Linked DNA regions of Capsicum annuum: region 2 is linked to region 1. The links are chromatin contacts, called in public Hi-C maps. All regions are on one chromosome and are shown on one strand. The core of a region is the stretch at or near the end of the contact, and the rest is flanking DNA. Distances in the headings are between cores, read along the strand shown.

Region 1 (2,872 bases), core at 279-2,778:
TTGGTGTTGAATAGCATGGTCCGGTCCAACAAGCACATAGATCATGAAAGTGTGAAATGGAATCCACAGTGGTCTGCGTACAAGAAACGAACAGAGCAATCTTAACCATAACAATGTGCAAATTGTCAATATTTTACTATCATAACTGGATTAAATTACTTTAACTTGCCTTAGACAGTCCTTTGAGCTTTATTTTTCCTTGAGAATCTTCAAGCACTTGAACTTCGGGATGATTAGGATCCAAAAGATCATAGACATGATCTTGGAACACCTCATAAAAGGAAACGAAGATCGTTATCTTCGCATCCTTTGTTTGCGAAAAGATCTCAGCTATTGTCATTGTTGCCAAACCTTGTTTGTCCGCAGAACCCTACAATAGAAAGAAACAATATCCTTAGTTTCAAAGTTCCAGAAGGTTATTATTGGAGAAACAGAGGAAAATGGAGCTATGGATAAAATAACCCACTTGTTAAGTAACTACACAGAAGACATACCTGGATTGTGTGGGTTTTTCCACTGCCCCTTGCCCCATAAGCAATAATGGATGCATTTCGACCGCCGAGAACTTCTGATATCAAGGGTTTCATCTCTCTTGAAAATATTATATCATTATCATCATCTTGTTCATAACAATCATCTAATTCATATTTATCTTTACGACTGCAATAAACTAGAAAACGTCAGATTTTTCCCTCCCAAAAAGAAAATGTGGATGCCTAGCACCAGTAACCCAATGGAAACCAAGCTCAATTCAATCTCGAAATAAACAACGCTATTTACAGAATACATTTGTAAATGGAATATCTACAAGTTTTGCCCAAGAAATCATAGAATACCACATGATTAGGACCGGAACAGGAATTAACAACCCAATGACTAACATGTAATCAAATCCATGGGCGGACTGTCGCTATCGACAGTGGGTCAGTCGAACTCACTCTCTTGGCTTGAAACACTAACTAAATTTTTTACCCCGAATTTGGCTGGTATCATCTTGAACAAAAAATTAAAGTCAATGGTGTATCATGTTTCATCATGTGTAGCTAAATCGGTCAACACCAACAAACTAAGCATAATTTAAGCCAAACATATCAAAGCAAATGAAAATTGAACTGGAAAAAATTGTTCACCACAAACATTACCTACTGCCTTCATCTCCGAATGAGATTGTAACTTTTCCAGACGATTCAGAATCATTCTCATTGGTCCGGGAAACAGTGACCCACGGCTTCGAATCTCGGCCGGATAATTCAGATTCTTGATCGGTAAATCCTCGAATTTTTCCAACAATTCGCACCCTGCGTGATATTCTTGGGCCGGTGTTGAGTTTCAGGCGATTTGAATCGGGCGTCGAGAAAGCCATGGAAGAATATTAGGGATTGAGAATTTACAATTTTTGAAATTTGGATGAATTGATGAAAGAGTGAGGGAGTGATGCCTATTATTTTGTGCAGGAGAAATAGCCGTTAGGGTTTCATTTTTCAAATTATTTGTTTCTCAGAACTATCTGGCGCTCTTCAACGCTCCCCTGGACGACACCCTTTATGTAATCCATTTTTCTTTTTTCCGTCTTTTTTTTTTTGTACTAATTAGTTTAGCAGCGTGTGTCTCGCACGTGTAATATTTTATTATTTAAGATTAAATAATTTTATTCATTGCAGAGATTTTATCTAACGTTTTTATATTTATTCTTAAATTTTTTAATTTTTTTTTAAAATCAAATTTAGTTGATTTAGAATTCTTACACTAATAAAAAAAGAATTAGTTGTTATTAATTCTGATGACTTCTGATAAGGAAAGTTGTTACCATAAAAATATTTAATTAATTTTCAACTCTTATATATTAGGAAAAATAGTGAAAAGACGATTTTATCTAAAGCAAAAACTTTTAATGAAGGAAAAAAGTTCAAACACTATTTTTAAGGCCCTTCACTCTTTTAATATAGTATAGATATATTGTTAAGGAGTAAAATATAATTTCTTGTTCATTTTTTTTCTGATTTAATTTTTGGTGCCTGCATTGAAGACCAACTGATTTGAATTCGCATCAAAATAAGGGTCATTTAGGAATAGCGCTCTCTATCAAGGATTTTTTCATACTTACGGCTCAAACCTGATAATTTTCCATTTATTATTCTTAAATTTAGCCACATATGGCCGTTCTATTTTAAGCAAGTTTATATATTTTTATCTACTTCAACTCCATACCAGCATGCCTAGACCTGTTTTCTCTCATCAATTCTACGTTATGAAAATATAAAGTATCACAGTCTTCTACACATTAAACCTAACCTATCTGGACGTCAAACTTTTGAAAGAAGCAAACAACAATAAAAATGCTCTTTCCTTTTTTTCGTACTTGGAATAATCAATCATCTAAAAATCAAGCAATAATAAGAGTAATTAAATAATTACTCTTCAAACAAATATCTTGAGGATTGAAACACACTAATTCTATCATTGATTCAAGGTTTATATCATTTCCCAAGGTCAATTAACCATCAACTAGTTCTTTCAAGCTCAACCTATCTTCATTAATAGAGATTTTATGCTAAAGGTCTCATCTTTATGGAATTCAAGGTTTCTAATGTAATGACCCTCCAGTTCATTTTCTGCATTTTATGTATTTTTGCCTTAGAGCTTTCCTATAGCTGCCCAAAGTCATTTGTGACTTGCTAGAGCTGACAGTTCAGTTATCGGGCAGTTCGTTTGATTTTTAGAGTCAATTTTCTATTTGAAGTCTTCGCTGGTAAAGATTGGCTATCGGACGTAAACTTCAATTCAACAACCTCGTATGTCAATTTTGACAATTCTTTAAGCTCTGAAACATCAATTTTAGGCTAGGATCACTTTTGGCTTGGGTCTCAAGGCT
Region 2 (2,700 bases), core at 56-2,555, 42 kb after region 1:
TTATACCAAACATACCTAAAGTCTGTGATGTATATGAACTATACATATCATTATATTTCAAATTTGTACCCTCAGTTATGTATATGTCTATCATATACATAAGTACTGATATGTATATAGACTGACAACTACTAATGCATCATCAAATTCATGAAAAACTCAATATAATAATGCAAAACTAACAACCATATTCAAAAATCAAAAATTTAAAAACCTCACATTGATGGAAAAACACTATATCCCAGTACAATAAATAATCATCTCATTATATTCTAAATACGTACTAACAGTTATGTATATGTCTACCATATACATAAGTATTGATATGTACATACACTGACAACTATTAATGCACCCTCAAAATCATGAAAAAACTCACATAATACTGCAAAACTAACAATCATATTCAAAAATAAAAAATAAAAAAAACTCACATTAATGAAAAAAATTAAAAAATAAATAACTTAAAAAATAAAAAATCAAATAATACTCCTCCGATTTGATTTTTTGAACTTCGATTAGCAGCTTTCCTAAGCTTCTTCATGTTAATGGGATTGTTACGATTTTTTGATCTGTTTTCAACAAAATTAGGGGCCTCATAATGAATTCACTGGGAATGAACTATATAATCTGATTTGTTGGTTCAAAATGGTCTAACTGAGTTAATCTTAAACTAAAAAATGGAGTATCATTTATTTACTAAGTAATACTGAGTGAATAGAGTACGTGAAAGAACTTATTCTATATAATTTTAGTAAAGTAGAAAAAGAAAATCTTACTCAAAGTCGGAAAAAAAAAAGTTTGAATTTATTCTATTGAATGAACAACATGCAAGAAATTGTTTAATCAGAATCTATTAATTTTGGGTAAAGTAGGGAAAAAAATATAACTAACCTCAGATCTTAAAAATTACAGCATATTGAAAATGACGTTTTTATTAGAATTGAATGCAATTGAGTAAGAGTTTGAATCAAACATGATAATGAATTCAAAAATGGTAACCGCTACATAATGACTTCTTGATCTTAGGCTTCTTCCAAGGAGAACAAGCTGTATAAAAATTAGTAAAGTTATGTATATGTAATTTTAGAGAGAGAAATTGAGAAAGTAATGAGATTTTTGTAATATATTTTGAGAGTTGAGATTTTATGTAATGAGTGATACTTAAGTTGTGGCTTTGTGTAATTTTTAGTTTTTTTTTTTTATATATATAATTTTATGTTGGGCTGGGTTGGGGCACATGTGAAGAAATCCAGTCCAGTCTAGCAAAATTCAGAGAGGGTCGTGTCCAAGTGTGTATCATTCTCACTTGGGAAAATGGAGAAGGAAAACAATATTAGTATGAATATGAAGAAGAAGATTGGGGCGTGTGATGTGGAGGCCCTGAAGAAGTGTTTGGAAGAGAATAAAGGGGACTATCTCAAATGCCAGTCTCATATTGAAGCCTTTAAGTCATCTTGCTCTACCAACAACAACAACCCTAACACTAAAATTTCTTCACCAGACCTCACTAAATCCTGAAACTTTCATACTCAGAGCTCGAATTTCTTGCTGTTTTACTTGCAATAAGGTTTTTCTTTTGTACCCATGTACTATTGGATGTTATTCGTTTTCATTTTGCCAACTTGAATGCTAAAATACTGGTTTTATATGAATATATTGAGCATGGTTTTAGCCTAGCCTTGGTGTGATTGAGTTGCTTGGTACCTGTTGTTGCTGCTTGCTGTACATGTTGGTGGTGGGAGGTGGCAGGTATCACGTGAAATTAGTGGAGGTCCCTGCAAGATAGGCCGGACACCACAGTTATAAAAATAATGAATATATTGAGCTTTTCTGATTGTGTTGGACAAATGGTGAAATGGTTTTGTGTTTACGCTTAAGTGTTTGTCCCCATGAATGGAGCAGAAATGAAAGCGCTTTTCCTTGTAGACATAACTATACCAACATACTCAGTGTAATCCCACAAGTTGAGTATGGGAAGGGTAGAGTCTACATAGACCGTACCCCTCCCCTACCTTTGTGGGAGACATTGTAGTCAGTTTATTTCATACAGATCGATGCCTCGGGTTTATACTAGGGGAAAAAGGATCTTTTTTGTGTTTTGTGGATGTTTGGAACCGATTCTAGCTGTAAATTATAATCCTTGGCATTGTGATTAAACCGAGTTCAGCTAAACCTTCTAAGTTTCTGATTAGTCGTTAATAGTCCGTAAATATTAACCGATTTAGAAATTAGCAATCCTAATGGAAACAAAAGTGGAAGCGTACAATTGATTTGTTTGCTCTATACTGTCAAGGACTAGGTGTTAAATTACCATGCTGATGTATTGTCTTATTCGAGAATCATTGCGTTCCCAATACCTGAATTCCTAGTTTATAAAGCTAAAATTATGGTGGTAGTGTGAATGAAAAGCAAGTAAAAAAGTTGTACTGGAAAAGTTTGATGTTTAGGGGTGTGAAATTTGCAAAGATATGCTTGCTCGATCCTTATGAACCATAGGTAACTCGATCATTGTCTTTTGTATGCTTACATTTTATGTGAAAGGAACTTTCTTACAAGCTACTGCTTAGACTAGGGACTTAGAAATTGAACCACTTGTTAGTTATCTGATGTCTAGGTATTCACATAATATTACTTTAACAAATAGTGGCTTAGATGCATTACTAATTTGCCAACTTGGGTGGGAAGTTCCTGATGACT

What was found. Hi-C and Micro-C count contacts between places; a contact is called where the count stands out from the background.
Region 2: a Hi-C map of leaf shows a contact between it and region 1, with 2.0 times the contacts expected there. The contact joins the enhancer-like site here to the promoter of LOC107863259 in region 1. A contact is called at or near these places in 4 of 5 Hi-C or Micro-C datasets (bud, leaf and placenta).

Annotation. Positions count from the first base shown.
Region 1 is chr3:214,596,755-214,599,626 of UCD10Xv1.1, forward strand. LOC107863259 (kinesin-like protein KIN-10C) reads right to left here and starts at 1,529. Exons shown (of 16, transcript XM_047409370.1): 1 at 1,143-1,529; 2 at 495-660; 3 at 170-370; 4 at 1-73. The coding sequence starts at 1,363.
Region 2 is chr3:214,639,171-214,641,870 of UCD10Xv1.1, forward strand. No RefSeq gene overlaps it. Among protein-coding and RNA genes, the nearest start is that of LOC107863263, 8.0 kb to the right of the region's middle. Within about 2 kb of position 1,306, at least 5 of the 5 cell types and tissues checked have an H3K27ac peak or open chromatin away from gene starts, as enhancers often do. A contact at or near this core is called in bud and leaf, where this site is marked.